Linked DNA regions of Mus musculus: region 1 is linked to region 2. A link is a contact called in public promoter capture Hi-C data. All regions are on one chromosome and are shown on one strand. The core of a region is the stretch at or near the end of the contact, and the rest is flanking DNA. Distances in the headings are between cores, read along the strand shown. Region 1 holds the start of Nynrin (NYN domain and retroviral integrase containing). Region 2 holds the start of Slc22a17 (solute carrier family 22 (organic cation transporter), member 17).

Region 1 (7,194 bases), core at 2,630-5,129, 940 kb before region 2:
TGACAGACAGCTCAAGGAGCCTAAAGCCAGGGCTGTCCACAAGAGACTACCTGCAGCTACATAGGCTGGCTGCTAGAGTTTGGAATGTCCTTCCAAATCCCATTTGTAGGGACCTGTCCTCTGATGGACCCTCTCGGTAGATGGTGGGACCTCAGGATGTGGGGTCTAGTGAAAGGAAGTGAGGTCACCAGGATGTGCTCCTAAGTGGATAATGAGATCCCTGCCCTGCCTTTCCTGTAGCCTCAGCTCCTCTGAAGGGAAGAGGCCTCCTCCGCTGCCGTCTGCACTCACTGTGACACTTGGTACCACTACAGGCTCAAGTGAAGCCTGCTTCTTTATAATGGTTTTCCTCAGGGAAAGGAATGCTGTGAGGAGCTAGGAGAAGGTTTAAGCATCGGCAATCTCTACATAGAAAGGCAAGCAATTTAGAAAGGAGTTTTAACCTTGGTTAAACCATAAAAGCAAAAAGAAAACAAAGGCCCCAGAGTATGTCCTACCTGGATGATGAGTGTAGAGGCATGATGGAGCAAACCCTAAAGATAGGTTTAGAGAACTGAGACCAAACATGTTGGAAAGGAAGAGGGAGTGTTGGTGTGAGGGAGCTAACCCCTCACGTGCAGTAACAGGAAAAAGAAATTACACATGTTCCAGGACAGCCAAGGTTACACAGAGAAACTCTGTCCCGAAAACAACAAATAAAAATTTAAATTAAAATAGTAATAATAATAATAATTTTAAATTTATATTTAAACAAAAAGAGATTAGGTTCTCAGTGACGACACAGATTTGTAGGCAAACATTTCCTAATCAGCTCACAGGGAAGGTGTACAACCCTGATTTAGAGCACTTGCCAACGTCTGCGGTGTAAATATTCTCACGGTGGCTGTAAATAGATAGCTCTCCAGTAGCTTGCAAAGTTCCTAAAATTCTAACAATGAGTTTGTGAGAGCCAAACCCAGCACACACCTGACCACAATCAATTTCCACGGCCCTGCTCACTGAGTGCCATTGACATGCCAACTTCCATCTCACAGCAGAGACTCCAGAAGCCACCTCCACTACCGCTGTCTTCAGATTCCCCATCACCTATATCCATCTTCTCCAAAAACAAGAGAAGTAACCAAGTTGCCTGTCCTGTCTGGTGACACTCAACCCATCCTCATAGTCCTTTATGCAGAATGGGGCAGAAGGGATGCCAGGTTCAATGTGGGGCTCACTGAGCCACTGTTCAACTCCCCTCTCCACTTGGTAATTTCGCCTCAGGGGAGCCAGTTTCCCCCGGATTTGTTTTCCTACCTGGGATGTGATACACAGCACCATTTCTGATATTTCCGAAATCCTGCCACTGCATAAGAACTTTAAAACACAAGTTTAACAGAGTTTTGTTTTTTGATTTTTTTTTGTTTTCAAAAAGCAAGCACAAATAATATAAAAACATACTGGATTCTACTTTAGGTGAGCCTGCATCTTTCCTGACCCTTCTTCCACAGAGACCAGAACAAACAACCTCACGGTTCTTCCTCCATCTCTCCCAAGAGATGTATGGAAGGCAACAACCAGAAGGCAAAACTCCAGGTCCCTAGAGCTACGATTGGAGTCGGCCACACTGCATCCTCCTGACAAGGCATCCTCATAATAGGAAAGGCTCACATAGCAGGTCATCAAAGCCCTTCAGCTTACAAGACATCAAGCTAGGGAGAAAGACTTGGTCCCTTATAAAGCTAGTTACTAACAGCAGCACCTAACTTCTGCCCCGTGTTGTTCTTTATGTTTTGCCAAAGTATTTGAGCAGGCATTCTTTCAGTTGGCCCTCACAATTCTTACATGAGAAGAGTGTTATTACATTGTTTCACAAATGAGGAAAAAAAGTTTCAAGATGGCTGAATTATTAGACCAGGGCCTCTTCAAACTATGCTTCTCTATTTGGGCTATGATATGGAAACGTGTCAAATCCAGACCTTATCCTCCCCACATTCCACTGTCCCTTGCCCTCACCCCCTCCCCCTCCTTTTCTTCCTTCTGTCCCCACCAAGAAAGGAAGTTACCCAGAATCCCTGCAAGCTGTTCCCACCTTCAACAATGCCTCTCTCTGGGGCAAAGAGGGACACAAGAGGAAACTGACAGAGCCCCTGGATCCACTTAGCAGGGCTTGGAGTGAGAAACTCAGGGGTAAAAAACTATAGCCCAAAGAGGCTGTGATGCTGACAAGCTTGAAGCTGACTTGAAGTTTAAACAAGAAACACAAAGTGGAGCATCTCAAGCAGTGCTCTTCAGGGGCCCAGGGGGAGTAAGTGGCTCAGTGGCAGAGGGCCTCTGTGGTATGCACAGGCCCTGGGTTCAGTCTCCATCTTTAGGGAGGCCCTGGTCAGCTGATTAGTTCTCCATGAAGGCTGAGCTGTGGTACTTTAACAGTAACGGAAAAAAATTAAGAACATAAAGAACCCAAAAGCCTCTTCTTAGCTTATCCTACACCAGCCTCTGAAACTAAGGGGCCCTGCACATCTGTTCTCTGGGCAGACACCTCTCCCCTCCCCCAGCACCTCTGTCAGAACTGGAAAAGTGCTGATGCAGCAGCTTAATGGGCGTGTTTAGGGAGAAATTTCCCAGCCTCCCCTTCCTTCTGCTGGCTGTGTTCCGGGCCTCCCCTACCTAGGCCCTGACCAACTGAGATGTGGGTAGAGCTTCAGCCAAAGGGTTAAAGACTAGCTTGTATCCGAGAGAAGGGAGTCCAGAGCATTCCTACTGGAGAAGATAAGGGAATCTGAGGGAGTAGGGGGCCCTTGGGTGTGACTGAACCAGAGGGAGGAGCCCAGGCAGAGAAGCCAAGATGAGCGTAAAAGGGACAAGCTGCAACCTGGCCTCTCCAATATCCAGCTCCATACAGCAGGCCCTTTCATCTCAACGTCCATGATTCCCTGGCATCCCAAGGCACTGCCTTCCAGAACAGATGCATCCTACTCTGCCGGCAGGGTCCTAGGTTCTACAACCTCCACCAACCTACTCCTTCCTGACTCTGATGACTGAGGCAGACCCTCACCCTCTCTCTCTCTCTCTCTCTCTCTCTCTCTCTCTGAGTCCTACTGCTTCGTCTATAAACTGCCAACGCCACTCTACAAGTGTCTCTAGGGCCCTCCTCTGGTCCCAGTACTCAGAGAAACCGCCCAGGATTTAAGCAGACAGAAAGAACGGAGGCCTTCCAGTGTCTTGGTGAGAACAAAGACATATGTTGCAGAGGCCACAAAAATGCAGGCCCTTAAACTGATCCCAAGATGGAAAATCTGGGCCTGTTTCTGACCAGAGAAGGCTGGTAGAAAGAGACTCTCAGCAGAGGTTCTCTCAGCACACTTAAAGGACAGAAGTGACATGTAAGAGAGGGGTGGGGCAGAAGGGAAAGAAGGAAGCAGAGGGACAGAGCAGGGGCCCCGCAGATCTGGAGGGAGGGAGGCCCAGACCCTGCAAGCCAAACAGCAGGACAAGCTCAACACCTCTGGGGACTCTTGACTGTTCAGGAGAGAGGGAGAGGATCTGACTAGGAGGGAAAGGAAAGAACAAAACGAAGCTGTTTACCTTGGCTTTGCCCGTATTTTCCCGGGGCCCCTCCAGCTGCAGCCAAAAGTAAGGGGTGTCAGGACGGCTCTGGAAAGCGGTCACCTTGACCCTGAAGATGCGCTGGACTTGCAGCCGCTGCCGGTGTACCCGGGGCTTCGATTTTGTCTGCACCATGAACCATTCCTGCGCTGGGGGTTTACCCCCCGACAAAAGCATGGCTGTCCCTCCGGCCCCTGGAAAGCGTGAGAAGTGTCACGGGTCCCAGCACCGAGGCCCCCAGCCACCTAGCCCTGCAGCCTAAGCCACGCCTCCCCTCCTTGAGGCGCGCCCCCCGCCACCGCCTCCCTGCTGTGGGTTCTGCGACCCACCCGCCAGCGCTCCGCGCCCGCCCTCCCAGCTCCGTCCCTTTCCGCCGCAGCACGGGAGACAAACCCTTCCTGCTAAGGGTTGTAGCTAGGGGTGGGACCGAGCGGATTCCCGCCGCCCTTCCTCCCCCTCAACCACCACCCCCTCCTCCCCTTCGACCTCGAAGCCAGGCCCCCTGGATAAACTCGCCTGAGCTGCTGGATGGCTTAAAGGGGCGCTGGAGACTGAGGGAGGGAAGGAGAGGAGGCTGGGCGGGAGGGAGAGGGCCAAACAGGGTCTTGGAAGCAACTGCCTTCCACCCAAGTTTTGTGTTCAGGGGTCAAAGTTCCTTCCTCGAAGGAAGGAAAAGGAAGGATTGAAGAGTTGATCTCTGAGACCCTGGTTTTAGATTCCAAGCAGTGTTCTACACACACACACACCACATACACACCACACGCGCACACACACCACATACACACCACACGCACACACACAAACACATCACACACACACACACACATGATCCTTGGTCGTCTGGACTTCCCTTGAAAACCCTTTACTACACCCATCTCTTTGTGGCAGGAAAGGGTTAAGGGAAAATGGGGTGGAGAGACCACAGAGGCTAGGGCCTGTAGAAACTATGGGCTGGAGACCAAGCAGGACGTAAAGGGTTACAGCTCTGACCCCCACCCCCACTCTAGTCTGGGGACCGCCTGGAACTGGCTCTAGGCCCAGGCCCTGCGGAAGCCCCCCAGGGCTGGAGGGGCAGGGGGTTAGCTGCCAGAGTTTTCAGGCTCGGGTTGTTTAGGAGAACCCCTTTTTTTAGCAAGTGTGAGTTAGAGTGTGAGGAGCCAGTGGGAGGTAGGGTCTCCAATCATCCTTATCCACAGCCATATGGTTGGCATCAGTGGTCCAAGACTAGCCCTGGGCTGGGGACACTCTCAAAACCCGAGCTGCCTTGGAGACATGCTCAGTACAAAGAACACTTTATGTGGTCTTGTAGCCTGAAGTAGCCTGGCACTGGGAAGGCACAGTCTGCAGCTGGGGCCTCGAGAGAACCTTACTTTCCAAACAAACCAAGAGTCACAGTCTGACAGACACAAGTATGACCTGACCCACGGGAACAAAGGACAGCTATTTTTTTTTTTAAACTGAGTCCTTTCCTAGGACATCGGTGTTACAGAGCCACCGATGTGTGTATGTATGCAGGCCAGTGGGGAGGTGCACGCTGTGCAGAAGGGGCCCAGGGGGAAAAGATTCAGGTTACTGCCAGACTAGACTGGATGGTCAAGCCCCACCTTTACAAGGTCTCATCCCTGGAATGGAATTCAGAGAAATAAAAGGTGGGTCTGTGGGGTTCTGGGTAACGAGTTCTTCAACCCTGCCCCTCCAGAAGGCTTTGAAGTCAGAGGCTGTCTGAGTGACCCCACTTCTCTCCACTTTCCCTGCCTTTAATTGTACTATCAAAAGGCAGGCTTGGCAGGGCACATCAGAAACTCCGGGTTTGCAGAAGGCTGAGCCCAGAGGCCCTGACTCAGAAGAGGATGGAAGGGTGTGCCTCAGTTTCCCTTCCAGGAGCAAGGGAGCCACACAGCCTCTCCCCACCCCTTCTGTTAGTGATGCTAAATTCTTTCTGCCAGGGCTAAAGATGTCAGGGAGAAGCCCCAGGTTTAATCCTATGTTCAAAGAGGCCATGCAGAGGGCAGAAAGAAGCCATGCATAAGACACTTCATAAACAGATCCTTTTAAAGCAACTTATTTAAACTTTTGTGCTTGGTTGCTTTAGCTCACAGACATGGGGGTAATAGTCCAAGGCCCAGGATGGACATCAGCTCTCACAGGTAAACTTACATAATTCAGGCAATGAATTACATACCAGCGTAGCTGTGTACAGTGTACTGCGACACTTGCTAACTGGTAGTCAGTCTCCTTTCCCAGATCTTGTCTTCCTCCCCATCTCAGCTCAAGCCAATGTGTCCTAGAGATTCTCTACCCTAGAAATTCTCTCCTCCTGGACTCAGCCCTTACCACCTGCTAACCCAACCACGTGGAGAAAGTGGATTTGGCCAAAAAGCTGGCTATCACCCTTTGTCAGGAATGAGCCTACGAACCCTCAAACAAGTCAGTAAATCCCTTGGTCAGAGCTCAGGTGTCCCCTCTGCTAATGTATTCACTGAGTCAAGTTTATTCAACAATTTCAACAGGTATTTATCTGCTAGAAGCCAGGCTCTTGGGTACAGCTTTGACTTGGGTATCTATTTGCTTGTTGGAATGGGTCCTATATGACTCAGACTGCCCTAGAATTCACTACATCATTCGAACTGGCCTTGAAGTAGAAGCAATCCTCTTGTCTCTGTCTCCCGGAGACTGTGATTACTTGCATGCACCAACATACCCATCTTCTCTTAACAAACTTTGATCCGTGTATCCTCCCAGTTCCAGCTCAACTACATTCGTCGACTTTGAGGGGGAGAACGGGAGTGGAGGTTTTGAGACAGGGTTTCTCTGTGTAACCCTGGCTGTCCTGGAACTCGCTCTGTAAACTAGGCTGACCTCAAATTCAGAGATTCTCTGCCTCTGTCTCTCAAGTGAATACTGGGATTAAAGGTATCTGCCACCTTGCCTGGCCTACATTCATTAGTTCTTTACTTACAACATTAGGTTGAAAGGTGCTTGCTTTAAACCTGGCACAGGCTCTTGGCAGAGGATCCAGGTTCAGTTCCTAGCACCCACATGGTGGCTTACAACTGTAACCAGACTTTTACTACTTTGTAGGTTCTTTTTTAATCTGGCACAAATCTACCTTGAGTAGAAGGGTCCTGGCTACAGAAGAAGTAAACATCGGATAAGTGTCTAAGCAGAAGCCCCACCAGGAGTCACTTGCAGGAGGAATGAGAGGCCTCCAAGTCAAAAGATCATGCGGATTAAGGGCCCTGCCCAGGGAGCTTGATGGATGATAGGTTCTTATCATTCCAACGCTTCGGAGGGAGAGGCAGTTCTGTCATTCAAATACCTATCCCAGGTCCACACCCATCTGAGTCCCCGGGGATGGGGTGGGGAGCTTTGTGAACCAGATAGCCCTGCCTGGGACCTTTCTGTGACAATGTCTAAGAGGCCAGCATCTCCTGGACTTCACTGTATTCTCTAAGCAGCTTTCATTTACGGGTGGCTCACATTAGAGTAGAAGTGGCTTTCTGGAGATGTACAGAGATGTCAGAGTCTAAACAGACCGAAGGAGGCAAGAGTCAAGGGACCAGCTTCTAGATCACTACATAGGGTGGTTTCCCACAGTGCTCAGTA
Region 2 (6,754 bases), core at 3,293-5,792:
TATGTGTTCTTTGATGCTGAGAAAAGGGGAAAAAATGCAGGGATTGCATTCAATAAAGAAAAACAGAGGGAGTGAGGGGGCAGCAAGAGTGGAAGTGACATCGATCACATTGTCCTCTCTGACCCTCTTCTCCATCCACAGGAAGCTCTGTCCCCAGAGGAGCCACTGGTCCTGTCCACTGGAGACCTCCAACTTCTGCACTTCTACGCAGGGCAGTGCCAGAGCCATTACTCAGCTCTGCAAGCTGCCGTGGCAGCTCTCGTGGCCAGCACCCAGGCCAACCAGCCACCATGTCTCTTTGTGCCCCACGGCAAAAGAGTGGTGGTGGCTGCTCACCGCCTGGTGTTTGTTGGAGACACCCTAGGCCGGCTGGCAGCCTCTGCAGCTCTCAGAGCACAGGTGGGGGCTGCAGGCACAATGCTGGCCCAAACTCTGCGGGCCACTGTGCTTGCTGTCAAGGGGGCTGCCTTAGGCTACCCATCTGACACTGCAGTCCAAGAGATGGCGCGATGCGTGGCAGAGCTTGCAGGGCAGGCCCTACGCTTTACCACCCTACTCGATGGTCTGCTCCCCTGAGGGCCTGTTCGTCCAGCCTTCCCCTCCCCTGCCTACCAGAGCCCTGCACTCCGTGTTGAGGACGGCTAGAGGTTCATCTCTTTCGGTCATTTTAGCCACTCACCGAGGTCTCTCTTTCCCCATATCTACTGCCTTTTGTATGAGCCATTTTGTATAAATTATTTATATTTAATATTTCTTGCTTTGTCCAGGCAGGCATCAGGCCATCTGGGGTAGGGAGGGACTGGATTCTCCTCGTTATCCTGTGTGGAGGTCGCTGGACTGCCTTCTGCCTTGGGGAGTTTGGAACACAGAAAATCAGGTGGCTGAAACTTGGTGCCACACAGAGCCTCTGTCCTGTTTCTTGGCTGAAGATGACAATGTAATAGTCTGAGAAACACCAGAGAGCTTCTCCCCTCACAAGTCAGGAGAGCCGGCCACAGACAGGCATGGCATGCACCTCAATAAACGCTGCCGTATGGTTCCTGACTCTGCTTCTTGAAAGCTTGAGGGGACGAGGCCTGGCACCCTTCCCCATTCCTGTGAGACACATACTGTAATTTTGCTCCAAAGACCTATTCGATAGTCTTGTCTTCAGTTCCTGCGATGGGCCAAAGGAACCTAGTGAGTATACTCTTTCAGCAAAACCAGGATAGACAGCAAGTCAATTATTGTGAGTGCATCTTTTTAAAAAGCTAGCCAGGTGTCATGTTGCATACCTGACATTCTAGCACTTGGGAGGCAGAGGTGGGTGGATCTGGATCTGTGAGTTAGAGGCTAGCCTGGGCTACATTGTGAGACCCTATCTCAAATAAGTTGCTGGTGATGGGACTCAGTGGGTGACATGACGGGACTAGGGGAAGGGAGCAGCTGGAGAAGGAGTCTTGGTCAGGAAGGCTGGGAGATCATGCCATGGGACAAAAGAACCAAGAAGGGTCCGAGGCTAGTGTTTGCAGACTTCGTTGTCACACAATGTCATTAAATAACTGCAGATGTGGAGGATTTAACCACAACAGCCTCAAAGGTACCTCTTTCAAGAGCATCCCAACCAGAAAGCTAACCTTGGTCCATCGTTCCCCCTCTCAGGCCACCTGTAGCCAAGCAAAAGGCCGCTCGCTGCTGGCTGTTCAGGGACCCTTTCCCAGACTCCTGTCACTTTTAGAAGCTGAGAGTGCAGATGAATGCAACAGGTTAGAAGTCCTCGGGACATTGCTGAGATGACAGCCCGTGGCTTAAATGATGTTCAGTCTAGCCATTAACGGCAAGAAGGTAACCACCACTTTGGTTTTGTTTCCCCAAGACCCTGGCTTAATAGCACCAGGGAACGTCAAGTTTCAGTCGTAAACTTTGGATCTTGGCACCCCTATGCTTTTTGCCTCTTCAAGATTGAGCACCTAGCTGGGTGCTGGTGGCGCACGCCTTTAATCCCAGCACTCGGGAGGTAGAGGCAGGCGGATTTCTAAGTTCGAGGCCAGCCTGGTCTACAGGGTGAGTTTCAGGACAGCCAGGGCTACACAGAGAAATCCTGTCTTGGAAAAAAAAATAAGATTGAGCACCTTTCTAATCGTACCTGAAGGAAAACATTTTCAGATTCGGGGGCCAACAAATTCACCCCTAGACATTGAAGGGCATTCCTGTCTTCTGGATAAGCTTTCCAGAATGAACCCTTAACTTGGAGTCTTCAGTTCAGATAGTAGATGTGTCAGTTCTTCTCTGCATGTAAGACACTCCAGTCACTCTTGTCTTTAGCTTTAGCATGAGAGTGATCAGAATGGTCTTACAGGGCTTTTGAAAGCAAGAAAATGCTTAAACTAAAGAATTCGTAAGCTGGGCTACCACACATCTTCAATCCCAGCCCTTGGAAGCAGAGACAGGTGGATTTTTGTGCCTGGTCAACATAGTGAGACCATGTCTCATGAAGCAAAAAAGTTACGGAAATATTCCAGGATAAAGAGAAGGATGGAGACCAACTAGTTCCAGGGAGTTCAGGCTATAAGAGACAGTAATTCTGAAAGAGACAAAGAGACACGGGGGTAGGGTGGGGTGGGGTCGGGGGTTCTGAGGGCACTTGCATTAGAGAAGAACTGTATTTGGAAATTTTCTGAACAGAGGAAGTAACGGAGCAGTGAGTCTGGCTCGGACTTCCATGGCATTCATAGGAGAAATGAAAGATTCCTGAGGCTTGGTACTCCTTCCTCGGTTTACCTGGGGTTGAGGGTGAAATACCTACCAAGTACTACATTCCTAAGAGGAATACCCATGAAAGTACCTAGTTCTAATACCTATATATGTCTGGGTATCTAGTTGAAAATTATGGTTCAAGGGTCTGGATGAGGCCAAGATTCGTGCATTTTTTAGCAACCTCTCAAGTGGTACGGATGCGGTGGGGCCATCAGTCACACTTTGAATAGCAAGTTGGGCTCAGGAAAGATTTCTCTGAGGCAAAGATGCTTGAACTGACAGCCAAAGGTTGAAAGAACCTTACAGGAGAAGCCTTTGGCCTAGGAACCAGCTCCTGCAAAGGCCCTCGGATGCTGGGAAAATAAAGAGGGCCAGCCAGGTGGTCGGAGTGAAGAGTGTGGGGAGGGTGGAATGTGGCTACAGAGAGCATGTGACCAGGCATGTAGAGATCATGTGACCTGGCATGTCGGCCCAGGTGTGGCATTGTCTAGAGTATTTTTCTTGGAAAGAGAAGTTATTGAAGGCAGTTGAGCAAGAAAGAGACCAAATCAGACCTTCATTTGGAGTTCTGACAAGGTGGTTCACCATACAGGCCTGGAAATCACTCTTTTCTCCAGAACCCTTGAAAAGATGGAAGACAGGAACTGTCAAGTTAGCCTCTGACCTCCAACAAACACAGCATGGCCTGCATACCTACACACACGCATCATGTACTTGCACAGTAATACATTTTTAAAAAAATGAAACATCTGCATTATAAAAAAAAAAGATGGATCCATCTGCATCACAAGTAACATGGAGAGAAGCAGAGTGGCCTCTGCACACCAGTCAGTCCACCCTGAGTGAGAGGACTGTGGAGTAGCAGAGTAGGAAGAGTTTTATAAGGGTCTTGACATGAGATGAAGGCATTCCAAGGGCACACACCGAACATCGGACCTCACCATCGGTGGATGGTGAAGGCACCGTTGTTTCAAAGAGGGAAGCATTCGAAGATACCCAGATTAATGGAGAGGGTGTTGCATGATTGTTCTCTTGAGGCCTCTATGAGACATTCACGCTTATGTGGGCTCCCAAGAGGTTGCTTCACCGACTTGGGACTCTAAGAAGAGGTGGGAACAGGAAGCAGTTGTGTCTTGTCTGGGTCGACGGTGTCTAATACAAATAGTGCGGAGGTAAAGGCATGAGATGGTAAGGTACACATAACGCTGAACAGGAGAAGGAACATGTGACTGCCATGGAGAAAATGGACAGGAGAAAAAAGCCACAAGGTGAGACTTGGCAGTCAAGGGAGGAAGGTTAGAAGGTGGTCAGCAGTGCCAAACGTTGCTGGAAAATGGTGATCCAACCGAGTTCGGTGTGGGGAAACGCAGAGACTTGTTCCCCTGAAGAGAATGGAAGCTAAAGAGCAGAAGCAGGGTGCCAACGGATTCGTCCATCTGCATAAACCACACTCCCCTAGAAACCACCTCTAAGGGCATTTTGTCCATCCTTTAATCCTTCGCACACTGCCTGGGATACAGTAGGCACTTACTAAATTGTATCGATAAAATTAATGTGAAAGGGTGGAGAATGGAAGGATGAACGAGTGACAGGGAAGAACTGGAATAAGGAGGCATCTCAGGCGCTTGTCCCCGCTATATCCTTCACTTTTTTTTTTTAAACCGCAATGGCCTGCAGCTCCCAAGAAACAAACGATGGAGACCCCAGCCCATCCTTCAACGGGGGGCCTTGGCCCCCCTTTATCTCTGACGAACAGTCTGGACCCAGGTTCTGCTGACGTGGGAAGGGGAGGAGAGTCTGGAGGAAGGGGAGGGGAAAGCAGCGCAGAGACCGTAGAGACGGAGGAGGCGCCCGCGGCTGCAGAGCTGCAGAGCGGGGTCTCCCGGCCCTCTGCGTCCTAGCTCTCCGCACCTAGCCCAGCCAGACAGCAGCTCATTCTCTCGGCGCGGCCCATAGGGCCCCAGCGGTCGGCAAGCTGGCTCCCCGAGTAGCCACCGGGACCCCCGAGCCCAATGGCGGGGGCGGCAACAAAATCGACAGCGCCGTGGAGATCGCCCCCGGCTCCAATGGAGTAAGTGTCTGCGCCCCGGGGGGCCTCGGGCGACCTTTCCCCGCCCGTGCTGCGCGCCCGGCCTCCCACCCGCGGTCCCCGCGTGCCCGCGGCCTCCCCCGCCTCACCTTCTCTCCCCCACCCCTCGCCGCAGCAGGTCGGGAGCCTCGGAGATGCGGTCCCCCCCGAGCAGCTGCAGGGTGAGCGGGAGCGCCGGCGGGAGGGGGAGGGCGACGCGCTGGGCAGCAGCCTGTCGCTGGCCGCGCCCCCGGGACCCCTCAGCTTCGAGGCTCTGCTCGCCCAGGTGGGGGCCCTGGGTGGCGGCCAGCAGCTGCAGCTCGGCCTGTGCTGCCTGCCCGTGCTTTTCGTGGCGCTGGGCATGGCCTCAGACCCCATCTTCACGCTGGCGCCCCCGCTGCACTGCCACTACGGCGCCTTGCCCCCCAACGCTTCGGGCTGGGAGCAGCCCCCCAACTCCAGCGGCGTCAGTGTCGCCGGCGCGGCCCTAGCAGCCAGCGCCGCCAGCGGAGTCGTCACCAGTACGGACCCCTCGTGCAGTGGCTTCGCCCCACCAGACTTCAACCACTGCCTGAAGGACTGGGACTATAACGGACTGCCCGTGCTCACCACCAATGCCATCGGCCAGGTGAGGCGGCCGGGCGGGACCTGGAGTGGGAGCGGGCCAGGGCATCGAGGACCCTGCCTCATGCGACTGCACCACTCTCACGTCCCCAGTGGGATCTGGTGTGTGACCTGGGCTGGCAGGTGATCCTGGAGCAGATCCTCTTCATCTTGGGCTTTGCCTCCGGCTACCTGTTCCTCGGTTACCCCGCGGACAGGTGAGGATGTTGTGGGGGGTAGGGCAGATAGAAAAAAGAAGGGTTGCAGACAGAGCTAGGGTTTGAACAAACCCTGAGCTGCTGGGTTTGCAAGAGGACGCGGATGGTCCCGTTGTCTATCCTCGGCAGCCTCCTCTGGACTCCTGTGTAACTACTGTTTCCTCGCCCCATCAAGAAATACACATTCTATACCCACTTCCACACAAGGAAATGACCACACACTCGTGACCCAGTCACTATCAGAAGATCTGTATCCATGAGACAGTGGAGAGGCTTCATCTCAAACGTTAATCGATTCTTCAACAAAAACCTGGCCTCCACATTACATGTTCCATCTCCCTCTCGTTGCCCTTACAATCCCAGATTCATCTTCACTGGCTAATAACCTACTAACGACTGTTAGCTCATCTCAGTAGCCACATTACTAAAACTTAATGTTAATCCCCAAATATAACCAGCTTCATTCCCATTGACCAATAAGTTAACTTCACAAACGGATCACACACACACACACACCATCTCTGACCAGGGCTCCAGCCCCTACAGTTGTCAATTATCTCTGCTAGATAACTCTCTGAGTAACTCACACTTCCATGCCCGCCCCCCACTGCCTCTGCCCTGTGGATCTCTGACTCCAGGAGAGCCTCACAAGCCAACAATCTTCATGGCTGGCCAGAGCTTTCAGATCCTCTTGGACCCAAACTCCCATATCCATAGATCGGTGGTATCTCATCCAAAGAGCAGCGGTTCATCCGGCTAACTAGTAACCCTCTGGGTAGATCCAAATCCATGTTGCCTCTGCTTCTGAAAGCCAGGACGACTGACATGAGATTTACAGTCCTGCCTAAGTGATTCACCAGGTTAATACTTCAAAATAGTGGTCAGGTTCCTGAAATCCAATAGCCATCCTCACTGCTTAGTAACCACCTACACCTGTGGGCCAGTGCTCCTAAACCCACAGAAAAGAGTTCGCACCCCCACCCTCCCACCCCCCAGCTTCAGTAGCCTCATTCCTATGGAGCCAGTTCCCAGTGACGGGTAATTTAGTCTCGTACAGTCAGAAGCCTTGACCACATTAATCCAATCAGCTCGTCCTCATGAAAAATAGCCTTCACTAATTGCCTTATTC

The links. Promoter capture Hi-C pulls out the DNA fragments that hold promoters and counts their contacts.
Region 1: a contact with region 2 is called in a promoter capture Hi-C map of liver, with 2.2 times the contacts expected there. The contact joins the promoter of Nynrin here to the promoter of Slc22a17 in region 2. A contact is called at or near these places in 3 of 39 promoter capture datasets (cranial neural crest, liver and pre-B cells).

Annotation. Positions count from the first base shown.
Region 1 is chr14:55,850,800-55,857,993 of GRCm38.p6, reverse strand. Nynrin (NYN domain and retroviral integrase containing) reads right to left here and starts at 3,879. Exons shown (of 8, transcript NM_001040072.1): 1 at 3,568-3,879. The coding sequence starts at 3,765.
Region 2 is chr14:54,910,920-54,917,673 of GRCm38.p6, reverse strand. It overlaps Slc22a17 (solute carrier family 22 (organic cation transporter), member 17), which reads left to right and starts at 4,542. Exons shown (of 10, transcript NM_001360406.1): 1 at 4,542-4,807; 2 at 4,941-5,432; 3 at 5,522-5,625. The coding sequence starts at 5,166. Efs (embryonal Fyn-associated substrate) reads left to right here. Exons shown (of 6, transcript NM_010112.4): 6 at 142-1,131. The coding sequence ends at 576.